Linked DNA regions of Rattus norvegicus: regions 2, 3, 4 and 5 are each linked to region 1. Evidence: chromatin contacts called from public Hi-C data. All regions are on one chromosome and are shown on one strand. The core of a region is the stretch at or near the end of the contact, and the rest is flanking DNA. Distances in the headings are between cores, read along the strand shown. Region 1 has its middle 42 kb from the start of Cd180. Region 2 has its middle 300 kb from the start of Pik3r1. Region 3 has its middle 240 kb from the start of Pik3r1. Region 4 has its middle 170 kb from the start of Pik3r1. Region 5 overlaps Pik3r1 (phosphoinositide-3-kinase regulatory subunit 1).

Region 1 (2,700 bases), core at 35-2,534:
AGAACAGTAGCACCTACATGCACACTTAGGGATATGTCCCTCATCCAGGGACTTGGGGAAAGGGACTGGCTAGAGTTGTGTGCAGAAACCCCATGGGGACAGGAGAATTGCTGAAGCAGGCTTTAACTGAAAGCATTCTGACTAAACTTTCCTTTTACATCTGCCGTGGTTTTTTTAGGGCTGGCTCTGGTCTGAAAGCCACAGAGCTGGGTATAGCAGACAAACTGATTCCAAGACACCATGAAAGGAATATTAAAGCCACTGATATCCCCCTCACAGCAGCAGGCACCACAGCCAGGTGCTAAAGGAATTGGTTGTTTATGAAGAAATAATCAAATATTCTTTTCTTTTTCCCTTCTGGGTTCTGCAGCCTCACACGAGTCCCGGCCTTCCTATCCCCAGGGGAAAAAATGCTACGTGGGAAAAACAATAACTTCAACTCTTCCCCTCTCTCTCCCAAAACCACTTCCACTCCAAAGGCTTGGTTACACTAGAAACTCGTGTGCAACGACAGGTGTGGACACTCCAGAACTGAGGCAGGTGAGCATGGAATATAGGTTTTAAGATTTAGATAACTAAACCCATTGAAAGTGCCATCCAGCTTCTGTAAGCCCTTGTCCCTTAGAAATTTGAAACAGGCCACGCGATAATGTTACATGGTAGAAATGAAAGAGAAGGAGAGGGAAAGATGCCTGGGGACGACATTAACAAGGCAGGATGCAGTCACTCGTCTATTTAGGAGCCCCCAAGCTGCTGAAAGGGCCCTCCCTAAGTGGAGGTTTTGGAAAAGGTGACCTAATTTAACAGGCAAGCTGAGGTTCATGCATAACTTTCTGCACGCATGCGTATGCATAAGCACACAGATAAACATCCAGTCCCATTGCAATAGACATTGGGTTTCGCCCAAACTCCTAGCTTTGACCTTCTCTGTAAAAGACAATTGCTTTTTACTTTCTCAAACGTCGACAAGAAATCCGCAAAGAAAGCATGGGGTAAAGGACTCAAAAGTCACATTTGTACACAGTAAATGGCGTAGCTTTGACAGAACAGCAGAGGATAAAACTATAGAGACCCGTGTGCTTGAACCTGAAGAGGATAAGATAGCTGGATGAGCCACGGGAAGTCCTGAGTGGGCCACGGAAATTGACAAACCCCCGTGCGTCATCCCACGAGCGAAGGTTCTGGAAGTTTTCCAAGTCTGCCAGTGATCCCAGCTGACCTTTCCGGGTCTGGCAGACTCTGGGCCAGACTGCAGAGAATATGACTGAGAAGCAGATTCCTGCTGCTTCCTGGTGAGCCTGCTTTACTTTCCAGTAAGTCCCCTGTGGTATAATTGTTCCTTTATCTGCACAGGAAGAGAATTTTCGATTCCTTCTGGAAACTAGAGTGGGCCAGGCCCCCTCTCCTGGATGCTGACTCGGAGTCTGTGCATATGAAAACCTGGAAGGAAGCCCGGTCCTGCGGGGACCGCCATGTCATAGCAACTCTCAGCGTCAGGCTGGAGACTTTAATTCTCTAAGATCCAATGGCCCCTGGGTGATCACCAAGCGGAATTTGCCGTATGTTGCTATGAAACTTGGACCGACAAAGGGTGACCCACTGGCCAAAGTCAGGGCCTCTCCTGTGTTTAGGACTGCGTCTTTTCAGAGCGTGTTCCTGATCGTTCACATTAGTCTCCCACACCCGACTTCACTCCACGCAGAGGTGAGTAGCTGCCCCAGAGCGGCGCTGCCTGCAAAGCCCTGATTGTTTAGTGCCTGGGCCCTCACATGAGGAAAGCTCACTGACCTCCAGTTCAGCAGAAAGGCCATTCAGGAAGGGCAGTGTAGTATCTGGAAAGACCCTGAGAAGGGACTCAAAAGCCTGAACTCTGGCTTTGCCTCTACTGTAAACCAGCTGGTGAATGACCGTATGCCTTTTCCAGGGGCACAGGGTACAAAAATGATGTGATTTCTGTCTCCAGTGCCAAACCGGTTGCCCGCCATACTTTTCATTTCCAAAGTCTTCTTTTCCTATTTGTGACCCAAGAACTGTGATATTTAAGTAATTCCATTGGAATCGAAACTGTGTACTTGTAGAAAAATAGATATAGGGAGGAAGAGATAGTTCAAGAAGAGCACTATCTACTCTTTCAGAAAACACAAGTTTGGTTTCTAGCATCCATCTAAGTAGGGTAGCCTACAACCATCTATAACCAGCCTCAGGCCATCTGAAACCCTCTCTGGCCTCCACATATACACTTATACACACACACACACACACACACACAGAGAGAGAGAGAGAGAGAGAGAGAGAGACAGAGAGACAGAGACAGAGACAGAGACAGAGAGAGACCATTTTAAAGAAAGATATACACACACAGGTCTAGACACGCACCCCAAAGTACTCAGAGCCCACTGATAAGCCCAGCTTCATGCACAGCCCCTCTACTGAAGAGACATGTGTCTTCTGGAGCCTCACCATCTGTGGAGCTGTGATCAAAACATTACTATTCAGTTACCGTCTAAGCACAGCTGTAGAATTACGGAGACGTGTTTTTACAAAACCAAGCAATTGTCTGAGTCTGTCTCCCAACCGAAGAATGGGGGAGAGTCTAATTCACAACACAATTCCTACTTTATAGAGCATTTATGTACAACATGCGGGGCACTGTCCTATTTACTTGTTTTTCGTGCCACCTTTATTTAGTGTGTACTTTAT
Region 2 (2,700 bases), core at 144-2,643, 550 kb before region 1:
AGTAACTCTGTCAATCTGTTCTAATCTTCTACCTCCTTCTCATTCTCTGGCTTGATCTGTCTTTACCTGTGTTTAGCTTATTCTCTCTGCAACCTTCGTACAACTATCCCTGTAAAAGTTGCCTCTGAACTCCATGAACTGCCACAAACTCCACTGCACTGCACTGCCTCTTAACTCACTGCCTTAACCCAGCTGACTGACCGAAACACAGAGATCTGCATGCCTCTATCTCCTGAGTGCTGGGATTAAAGGTAGGTACCACCATGACTGAACATAAGCTTTACTCTACTTGAAATTTGCTCTGTACCAGACTTGCCTTGAACTCAGATATATGTTTGTCTCTGTCTTCTGGGATTAAAGCCATGTCTGTATTCCAGCTGGGTCACACAGACCTAGAAGGTCTTTGGATATGATCTCTTGCCAGAGCAGCCATGATGCTGGATTAAAATTCCTCTACAGCAGTATGACTATTTATTAGTGTCTCTAGTGTACTGTGAAGGACATGTTCAGGCTACATGCAAATATTATTTCATTTTATATAAGGGATCAGAGCAGCCACAGATATTGGTATCTGTAGGTGGTCCTGGAAACAGTCCCCTACGCAGACTGAGGGAGGACTGTATACTTGGATAACAATATTCTAAGCATTGGAAAATTCTTTATTCTATACAGCATCCTTATGAGACATAGGTGCAGAGAGGAATTTTACTAGTCTCAATTTATAGGTGAGGAAAATAAAACTTTGAGATTTCAGTGGGCTGGATCCAAGACTTCTTGCAGGCTGTTTTGTTCCACTGAGATGTTCTCAAAACCCAGTTGCTCCCTCTGCAGCTTTAGGGATAAACCCAGATAGAGCTCCTATGCAGCAGCTAGTCTGTTCTCATGTGTCTCCAGTCTTCCTAGTTGCTGAGAACCATGTTCAGTGAAAAATGAGCGTTAGGGAGGCAAGTAAGCAGAAACAGCTATGTACTATGCACAAAGTCTAAAGTTGTTCCCTAAACTGCGACCTCTAACCTCTAACCTCCCCATTCATATACAAGTATTTGTGTGTAACTGCACATGAACCTGAATGTGCGTGTGTGTGCTTGAGTTCCAAGTTATTGCTCCTCCTGGAATGGCCATCAAGTTAGCTATTCTGTGTAACTTTAACTTTTTTAAAGCCTACGTTTAATGATAGTTTTTAAATGCTTTAACATCCCTTCTAGCCTACCATCTACCAGACGTAGTGGGAGTAAAAGACTATGGGGGAAGCAAACTTATTTAGAAATTGTTCTTTGGAGCAAATCCCATCTACACTGTCAGGAAATCAATGTTCAGTTCATAGGTCAGCAGTGGCAACTTGATCCACTTGCAAACACTTCATGGATATACTAGCAGTCCAGTTCAGCAGTGTCGGGATAACAGCAATAGTGGCATGACCTAGCAGGAACAGTTAGGCCTCAGCTGAATCAGCACAGGTCAATAGGAGGGACCAACAGGGAAGCCAGGAGAAGTTCTTAGCTGTGCCTCTCTCAGTGAAATGAAGATCAGCAAAACTGTGAGACCAACAAGCATTGCACAGCTAGCTCTACCAGCAAGCCAAGCCTAATCAAGCCTGAATCATTCTCTTTGTCACTGTCTGTTAAGTCCTATTTATACTCCCTCCAAACATTACTTGTCCTCCATGGGTCTTGCCTCATTATTTGTCTTGCCTCAGCTTGTAAGTCTGTATCAACTGACATCACTCTGCCAATTGGCCAAAATACACAGAAGTGGCAAGAAGCCATGACACACCATCAAAGGTTTCTTTGGTACATTTTTCTCTATGGCATCCTGACAAATGGAGTTCAGCTATGCAATGTAAGGCAGATCAATACATGCATGTAATTGGCAAAGAATCCTTCATCACATGTCCTTTCATACACTTGCCTTAGTGGAATGTCCTTTCGCTTGTGTCTACTTCAGGAAAACACCTCTTCATGTGTTTGCCCCAGCAAAGTACAACACAGCAGACTTTCCAAAGAACCCTTAAGTTTCCACTTTAACTCTGACATATGACTTATATGGAAGGAGTCTTTCTCTTTTACATATTAAATGCAACTGAATAAAGTAACATTTCGTCCCTATCATAATCCCTTGCTGAGAGTAAAAATGCTTGGATTTTTAGAACAGGCAAGAACTGGAGGTAATTTTATCTGATTTTGAATGGGTAAATTATCCTTTGACTAGAATTGGCCAGAGCAGAGCCCTGATCCTTCTATCAGAAGCCTTCATTCTCACCTGTAGGTATCCTATCATCTTTTGGTTTCCTTCCTTCCTTCCTTCCTTCCTTCCTTCCTTCCTTCCTTCCTTCCTTCCTATCTATCTATCTATCTACCTATCTATCATCTGTCTATCAATCATCTAGCTGTCAACTATCATCTATCATTCATTGATCCATCATCTGTCTCTATCACCTCTTTGTATATTATCTATCTATCTATCTATCTATCTATCTATCTATCTATCTATCTATCTATTTATCTATCTATCATGTATCTATCTATATATCTATCATGTAGTCTGTGTCTATGACAGAGAGAGAGAGAGAGAGAGAGAGAGAGAGAGAGGACAGGGTCTCCTGTTTTCCAGGCTGACTTTGAACTCCTTATATAGCTGAGGATCCTCTTTCTTCTTCTTCAGCAGTTCTGGGATTATAGGGACACATCAGCTACCTGGTTT
Region 3 (2,700 bases), core at 128-2,627, 610 kb before region 1:
TCTTAGAGCCACTGGGATCCAAGTTCTTCAAGAAGATGCTGTAAGATTACAAACCAGCAGCTGACCAATGGTTCAAGAAAGAACTAGAAAGCAGAGTGCATGCATGCCTCCTTTTAAACCACGTAATACAAAGATTTCAGAGAACTGAGACAATGCTATGTCCTAGGAAAAGTAGGTACTAGACGTAGGTATGAAAAGATGGCCATGATTCAGAAGGGGATGCTGTTTCCAGGAAAGGGGGCAGATAAGAGAAAAGTGGAAGTACTAGACCACAGAAGCAACAAGAAAGCCAGGCTAGATTGACTTTTATATGTTAAGCTTGGAGTGGGTCTGTAAGAGAGTGAAAACAGCCTGACGTTTCTACAGAATTGGAAAGGCTGTAGGAGGAAAGGTGTGCGTGGAGGCCAGTGAGAAAGCTGGGATATCCAGCGTGTGGAGACGTCTTCCCATTATATTAATTCTCCTTTCCTCAGTTTGCTAAATGATAAAGACCAGAAAAATGGAAGGCCAAATACACCTGATGAAGTGAACAGAAGAAGACGAGGCTGCATATAGTAACTCAGAGCATCTTCTGTAAGGTTAGGAGGGCCGATCTAAAGTAGCAAGTCAAATCTCACTCGCTCTAACTTCTTTTTATTTTTAATTACTTCTTTTATTTTTGAGATTACAATATGCTTACATTGTTTCCCTTTCCCTTTCCTCCCTCCCAACCCTCCCACAAACCCACTCTTGTTCCCTTTCAAACTTTTAACCTCTTTTTTCATTAATTGTCACACACAATTGCATATGTATATGCATGTACATTCCTGAATACATAAATACTACCTGCTCAGTCTGTTCAATGTTACTTGGATGTTTGCTTTCAGGGCTGACCATTTGAGATTGGACAATTAATTGGTGTGCTCTTCCCTGGAGAAGACAACTTTTCTCATTCTCAGCATTTCTTAGTTAACTGTCTGTCGTTTTGTAGGGTTTAGGACGGGTGGGCTTTCCCTATTCACTTTAATGTGTATATTAAACATTAATAACTAACGTTAACTAACTCCCTATTCTTTTGGATCTTTAAATCCTTTTGTTCCCCTTTTTGCAAATATATATTTTGTCTGTCTGTCTGTCTATCTATCTATCTATCTATCTATCTATCTATCTATCTATCTATCTATCTATCTATCTACCTACCTATCTATCTGAGAGAGAGAGAGAGAGAGAGAGAGAGAGAGAGAGAGAGAGAGAGAGAGAATGTTTGCACTATGTTTGAATCCAGTACAATTTCTCATTTAAAATTTCCCACCAAAGTTATTCGTACCCTGTACCCCTGTCTCCTTAGAGAGGAGGCTGTAAGAGGCAGAGGCTGGGCAGAGGATGCTTCTATTGCATTTCTGCCTTTCCATTCCATTTGAGCAGTTATGCAAGCAAGGGGGAGGGGACCAAGAGCATTCTTGAGGCCCTTTGATCACTTTTGCTCTTACATAACTCCCCAACAGCTGGAGCTGTAAACTTTGAAATTGGCAGGATCATAGTTCGTATTGCGAAAGGAGACTCAGCCCAAATTTGAAGAGAAACAGCTAGATATTTTTAGTGATTCCAGTATCTAGATTCTTAAGCATTTAGTGAGTGATGGGGAGCGGGGGTAGCAAGTGATTCTTCTTTGCTAGATGTCACCATCTTGACTGGTCCTGTTATGCTTGGGTCTGGCTTGGGAGAGTGAGTACTTTCTTCTCTGTCTCTGTCTATGTCTCTCTCTCTCTCTCTTTCCCGAACACCAAGCTCTGGCTTATAACAACTCTTCTGCCAAGAGAACCAGAGGTATGCTCGTTGTAATGCTTGTGGCCTCCAGGAATAAATCCACACCAACACATGCTTTGTCCTTTAATTGTCTCTTGGTCCTGTTTCACCTGGGAGATCCAACCTCTTCTCAACAACATTTGTTCTTCATTTGTCCTCGTCGCTTTCCTCTCAAACATGCCCCTTCCCTTCCTGGTCTTCCTTGGTCTCTTTTGCCTACTACCTTCTCTTCTACTATTTCTTCCTCTGTTCTTTTCCACCACTCTCCTTTATTTTTTAAGGTTTTGCATTTAAGTTTCTTCCTCTGTTTGACTGTGTTAGTTTCTAAGTCTGAGACAGGGTCTTGCTACGTAGACCAGGGTGGCTTTAAACTTGAGACTCTTCTGCTCTAGTCTTTTGAATTCTGGGATTATAAGCTTGAGGCTTCACATCCAGCTTTAGACATGAACACTAGTCCATTGAAATAGAAAAGAGTCTGTTTATTGCTAGCAATACTGTGTCATAATGAAAAAGGGAAAAATGTAAACCCCACTCATTCAAAGCTGTTATCACTCCTACATAAAGTCAATGCCAAATGTAGAAATAGGTTTAGGAAGAAATCATTAGACTTCCAAGTTGCTCAGATAAAATTAAAGAAAAACAAACTTGCACTTTCCACAATGAAGCAGTTGGAGGGCATCATGGATACCGGCTAGCCATTCAAACATTCCCATAATAAGGAAGTCATGCTCCTGCATCTCATTTCCTTCTGTTAAGCTTTCTTTCCCACCAAATAAGTGAGATGTAACCTTAAGAGGGGTTCTGATTTTGTATCTTCAGAAGTGGCAGGCCATTGGTGGGGAGGATAATGCTTGATGAGGTAACCAACTACTTTCTGCTTAGACCTGAGGTCCACTCCCACAGGAGGGAACTCAT
Region 4 (2,700 bases), core at 14-2,513, 690 kb before region 1:
CCGTGAGTCCAGCTCCCTCTAAATTCTAGGGCCCACAAGACAAGCAGGGAAGAAGAGGGTGAGCTCCTACTGTGACTCATTTGGTTGTTTCAACCACTAGGCCAGAAATTCTCAATCTGTGAGTTGTGACCGTTTTGGAGGGTTGAACAATCCTTTCACCTGGGTCACCTAAAATGATTTTAAAATATAGATATTTACATTATGATTCAAAACAGTAGCAAAATTACATTTATGAAGTAGCAACGAAAGTAATGCTATGGCTGGGGTGATCGTACAACATGAGGAACAACATGTATTAAAGGTCACAGCGTTAGGAAGGTTGAGAACGACTACTCTAGACGCGACGTTTAGTGCTTCTTGTCACCCTGACAGAATCTAGAGTCACCCAGGAGATAGGCCTCAAGGCACGTCTGTGAAGGACTGTTCTGATCCATGACCGTGAGCAGGGCCAATCCTGGAGAAAGCGTGGAGAGCACCACCATGCTGGTGTCCATTGTGCTTTCGGTCTGTCTCGGGACAGAATGTAACCAGCTACTTCCGGTTCCTGCCACTGTGTCTTTTCTGCCAGAATGGACCGTAACCTGAACTCTGAACTAGATAAGTCCATTCTATCTTAGGTTGCCTTTACCGAAGTATCTTACACAGCAACAGGAAAAGAAATTAAGACAATAAACTGTACTGCTCTGAGAACCTACATCTAGACTAAGCCCAGTATATAAGCCCTATTATGCCCTATGTGGCCAGTGTGGTAGGAAGAGGACACAGACCCCACCCAGCTGGATAGAACCAGACAAGACAGTAACTTCCTTACCTTGCTCTCTATAAAAATTTATTGCTTGAAAAATTAAATTCCCCTTGCTTAGAAGGAGAGTTCAAATTTAAAAATACGGACATACTGTGAACCAGGGGGAAAAGAAAAACGGTTATCTTGAATCCTAGTGTTCCAAGTCTTGTTGGCTTGTGGCCAAGCTTCAGGATGCTTCTTAGAGCTGTGTGGGGAATGCAAATAGGGATGTCTAAACCTCTTAAGGGCAGTCAGGAGGGCTGATGGCCTACGCTGCAGTGCACGCCGTGAATCTACCACACAAATAACTGCCCTCTTTGCACCACCAGCAGCGCCAGACTTTGGCCTAAGCCCAGTTCTGTATTTCGTCCAAGCTGCTCCTGGCCTTTAGTATTTAAGCCATTGCTTTGTTCTATACACAGGCTGCTATCGATTGGGGCTTCTTATCTCTGTCTCCACAGATAAGTTATACATTAGCAAGACTATTCAGGGGTGGCCTTTACAGAGGTAGAACATCTAACTCTTTGGTAACCAGGGTAGTACTCAGGGTCAGGAGGCAGTGTTGAGGAGTGCTGGGTATCTTGAAGGTATTTACAGAAGTGGTGTACAGAGGGGTCCAGGAAGACACTCCTAGGCAACCAGGTTGTGAGGAAACATGTCTCCTGTTCAGATCTGTGTCCCAGTTGTAAGTTGTATCCAGTAGAAGTTTTATTTTAGGGATGGTGTGTATGTGTGGTGTATGGTGTGTGTGTGTGTGTGTGTGTGTGTGTGTGTGTGTGTTATGTGTGGTGTGTGTGTGTGTGTGTGGTATGTGGTGTGTGTGTGTTTGTGTGTATATGTGGTATGTGTGCATGTAGTGTATGTGGTGTTTGTGTGTTTGTGTGTGTGTGGTATGTGGTGTGTGTGTGTGTTTGTGTGTATATGTGGTATGTGTGCATGTAGTGTATGTGGTGTATGTGGTGTGTGTGTGTTTGTGTGTGTGTGGTGTGTGTGTGTTTGTGTGTATATGTGGTATGTGTGCATGTAGTGTATGTGGTGTATGTGGTGTGTGTGTGTTTGTGTGTGTGGTATATGTGGTGTGTGTGTGTGGTATATGTGGTGTGTGTGTGGTGTATGTGGTGTGTGTGTGGTGTATGTGGTGTGTGTGTGTGGTGTATGTGGTGGGTGTGTGGTGTATGTGGTATGTGTGGTATATGTGGTGGGTGTGTCGTTTATGAGGTGTGTGTGTTTATGTGTGTGGTGTATGTGTATATGTATGTGGTGTGTATGTGTGGTATGTGTGTGGTGTATGTGGTGTGTGTGGTATGTGGTAGGTATAGTATGGTGTGTGTGTGTGTGTGTGTGTGTGTGGTATGCATGGTGTGTGGTAGGTGTGTATGGTGTGTATGTGGTGTGTGTTCACATACACAACAACCCCTTTAGGGATCGGAAGTCTGCCTTGTAGTCATTTCTACTTTCGGAGGCCAATGCGGGAAGTCTATGCTGGAAGCTTTTTAGCTTATTGTTTCCCTCATTTCGAGGCGAGGCTGCAACGTGACTTTAGCCACACGTACCCCTACCCTCAGCTAGAGGAGAGTGAGGCAAAGAGTGTGGGAATTAGCACAATCTGCTCCCGTTCTTGGGTCTCCCTTTGCTAACCTCTGAGCAGTGCATTACTGAGACAAGCCAGCGCTTGTTCACCGCCACTGCACTCCGGCTCAGGGTGCACTCTCTGCACTTCTTAGTCTGAAGAAAACAGAGAGAAAGCAAAGAAAAGAAAACCTTCCTGGGACCTGTCATGCATGTGAGGAGGAAAAAGAAACGAACAGAAATGTCAAAGCCGGAGCTTTGATGCTGATAAGATCTAGAAAAAGGAGGCTTCAATGTTTCTTTTCTTCAGCTGTTATCATATTTTCGATTCACACCCATTATTAAGT
Region 5 (2,700 bases), core at 149-2,648, 880 kb before region 1:
CATAGATGCCACTACTTAAACCTTGCACATGGTCAAGTTAACGAGACCCCAGCATCAAGAGTCACCAGTTTGCCCATTCTACAGAGCCTGTCTCGAGTCAGCTAGGCAGGAAACACCAGACTCCAGAGGCTAGAAAGAAAGGAAGCCCAAATCAACCACAGAGTTACAAAATCGGCCATCAATTTGTCTAATTAAAACTCCATTTAATATTTCACTAAAGTGGAATTCTGGCGGTCTTAAGAAATATGCATTTAAAAGAGCTATGTAGCCACTTCTCCTTGTCATGACTTTCAGAGACCGTCTATGATCAGTCAAAACCCTGGGCTTTAGGTTCCTAGTGAGTCGTGCATTTTCATACATTTTAGCCAAGAGCTTTACCAAAACAACCTCCCTGTGACCATCATACCACCAGGAATGTGGGCCAAACGTTTCGTTTATTTCTCTCCTTGACCAATAGATGGCGACCTCTACTGGGCAAGAGAACCAGCGTCAGAGCAGGCCAGCATTTCCTCTTCCTTCCAAGGTCCTGCATTTTTTTTTTTTTTTTTAACTAATGAGCTACTTCATAATGAATTAGTGAACGAGAAAACAAAATATTTTTAAGTTATTTTGCTATGACAATTCTGGCTTTGTAAAGGAAAATGGAGTTCTGAAAAAAACGAAGGTTTTCCTCAAAAAGAAATAGACTAAACAGACAAGGCAGAAGAGAACTGCATTTCTGGGCATGATTTTGCCAGTACTGTGCCCTCTGAAGAAATAGCACGAAGTCTACAAAACTCTGCCTAACAGAATCCATGGCCCTTGGAATGGTTTACACTTAAGTGGCACAAATGGTTGGGCCTGACTGCATACGCCTATAATAACTACCACTAGAGAAGCTGAGGCAGGAGGACTGTCATGAGTTTAAAGGTAAGCTTGGAGAGTGTGTGTAAATGTCAGTCTCCTAGGACTATATAAAAAGAGTAGTCCTGGAAAACAAAACAAGAAACAAACAAAAAAATGAGACACTAGTGAAGCAGGCGAAGGAGGACATAGAGACTCCCAAGAAAGCACCATTGAAGCAACAAGACTCTGTTCAATGATAAATGAAGACTCTGTGTTGAGAAACTAAACCGTTCCGGCATGCCTGTGTCTGGGGGAGCGTGCACATAGCTCTGGAGAAAACACGTTTTGCCACAGAACACAGGGGGCTCTGTCTACCTTCCTTCTCTGTCTACAAGGAGGGGACCTCTCAGGTGAGGGAGCGATTTTTAGAAGAGGCAGCTGGTCTAACCATGGTTAATTCTGCTGTCATTTAACTTTGTTTCTTCCTGGAACGCCCACAAAGAGAGCGACAGAGTGTTCGCTATCTCCCATGAACTACTGCTTCGCACAGTTCTCAGCTGTTTAAACTGGCCTTCGGCCTTCATTTCCTGTGGCCGGGCGATTTCAACCCCTTTCATTTTCCTCCGGTTCAGACAGATCACTTAAGTCGGAGACGCGTTGTGTGTGTCTGTGTTCTATGTGTCCTTCTGGTTTGAGTGTTATCATTAAACAATGAGCTTTAAATCCTCGGGTCCTCTGGGACTCGAGGTGTGACGGAGAGAGCGCCCTCACAGCTCATCCTTGCTCAGTGAGCCTACTGTAGAGATGAGAAAGCCAGGGCTATGTATGGACATTACCATCTTTAGGACGTACAACAAATAATTCACAGTGACTAAGATGGACTCTTGGCCAAGAATGCCACTGGAAGTCCTTAATGCCTGGCTCGTTCACAAGTTCACTATGTAAGCAAGACCAACAGGAGGGGACATGGAACCAAAGTGCACCAGCCTCACCGATGGCCCTACGACTTCATCCCATGCACTTTCCACCTGACCTAAAGGACTCGCACATGATAAATGATGCAAAACCCGACCAGTTTGTCTTTTTTTTTTTTTTTCTCTAAAGTATATTTGTACAAATTCCCAGAAAACTGCTCCTGCTGCTGAACGGGTTTGTTTTTACTATAATAGAGAACTGTCAAAGACAATCGAGATTGGCCAGTGCTCTCGAGCTGTCTGATTGCTTTGTTCTACGGATTCTCTTTGGCTAGAAAACGAGATGGGTGACAAGGTTTGTTCAGTGCTATACACGGAGGACGCTGAGATGTGGTCTTCTATCCGGCAGACAACAGCTAAGTCTGAGAGTCAACCTGAAGCCAGCAACTTGGTTTAATCCCACCACGAACTGTGAGTGAGCCTGCTCACCCACTCTGCCTCTGTGTAAGAGGCTGAGAAAGTTGCCACTTTGGATTTCTCAGAAACCCTGTAAAACCCATGGGAGAGACAATGCAATAGCATCAGACAGAATTTTAAAGGAAACACAGTCTAAGCACTGCTCTTTACCTCGAGTTGTATCCAGTCATTTGTATTGATCTGAACAATTCAAACAAGTACATTTCTCCAGAGCACACTGATTGCTTTGTCACTATTACTGGAAAAACTAAAAAAAAAAAAAAACAAAACAAAACAATAGGTCTCACCAGTTTAACTATCCCAAAGCAGTTAGTTAGCCAATCAACACAACATTAATATATTTAGCATGAGTTATGATTGTGGTTAGAGCTAAAAGTCTTTTTTGTACCCACAAAAATTTAATTTACTACTTGACGCAAGATAAAATATGCAATTAGAAAAAAACTTTTTCCATGAAGCCCACTGAGTTGCGCTTAATATTTCT

Evidence for each region. A called contact is a pair of places that touch in the nucleus more often than the background predicts.
Region 2: a Hi-C map of liver shows a contact between it and region 1, with 12 times the contacts expected there. The contact joins two enhancer-like sites. A contact is called at or near these places in 2 of 12 Hi-C or Micro-C datasets (kidney and liver).
Region 3: a contact with region 1 is called in a Hi-C map of liver, with 4 times the contacts expected there. The contact joins two enhancer-like sites. A contact is called at or near these places in 2 of 12 Hi-C or Micro-C datasets (kidney and liver).
Region 4: a Hi-C map of liver shows a contact between it and region 1, with 5 times the contacts expected there. The contact joins two enhancer-like sites. A contact is called at or near these places in 4 of 12 Hi-C or Micro-C datasets (Schwann cells, frontal cortex, kidney and 1 more).
Region 5: a contact with region 1 is called in a Hi-C map of liver, with 7 times the contacts expected there. The contact joins two enhancer-like sites. A contact is called at or near these places in 12 of 12 Hi-C or Micro-C datasets (the A7r5 cell line, the Rat2 cell line, Schwann cells and 7 more) and 1 of 1 datasets of contacts at active chromatin or transcription factors (oligodendrocytes).

What each region holds. Positions count from the first base shown.
Region 1 is chr2:35,546,912-35,549,611 of GRCr8, forward strand. No RefSeq gene overlaps it. Among named protein-coding and RNA genes, the nearest start is that of Cd180, 42 kb to the right of the region's middle. Within about 2 kb of position 1,285, at least 10 of the 93 cell types and tissues checked have an H3K27ac peak or open chromatin away from gene starts, as enhancers often do. A contact at or near this core is called in Schwann cells and liver, where this site is marked.
Region 2 is chr2:34,999,253-35,001,952 of GRCr8, forward strand. No RefSeq gene overlaps it. Among named protein-coding and RNA genes, the nearest start is that of Pik3r1, 300 kb to the left of the region's middle. Within about 2 kb of position 1,394, at least 2 of the 93 cell types and tissues checked have an H3K27ac peak or open chromatin away from gene starts, as enhancers often do. A contact at or near this core is called in liver, where this site is marked.
Region 3 is chr2:34,932,439-34,935,138 of GRCr8, forward strand. No RefSeq gene overlaps it. Among named protein-coding and RNA genes, the nearest start is that of Pik3r1, 240 kb to the left of the region's middle. Within about 2 kb of position 1,378, at least 5 of the 93 cell types and tissues checked have an H3K27ac peak or open chromatin away from gene starts, as enhancers often do. A contact at or near this core is called in liver, where this site is marked.
Region 4 is chr2:34,861,693-34,864,392 of GRCr8, forward strand. No RefSeq gene overlaps it. Among named protein-coding and RNA genes, the nearest start is that of Pik3r1, 170 kb to the left of the region's middle. Within about 2 kb of position 1,264, at least 4 of the 93 cell types and tissues checked have an H3K27ac peak or open chromatin away from gene starts, as enhancers often do. A contact at or near this core is called in liver, where this site is marked.
Region 5 is chr2:34,666,268-34,668,967 of GRCr8, forward strand. The region is part of intron 2 of Pik3r1 (phosphoinositide-3-kinase regulatory subunit 1); the gene reads right to left. Among named protein-coding and RNA genes, the nearest start is that of Pik3r1, 30 kb to the right of the region's middle. Within about 2 kb of position 1,399, at least 18 of the 93 cell types and tissues checked have an H3K27ac peak or open chromatin away from gene starts, as enhancers often do. A contact at or near this core is called in Schwann cells and liver, where this site is marked.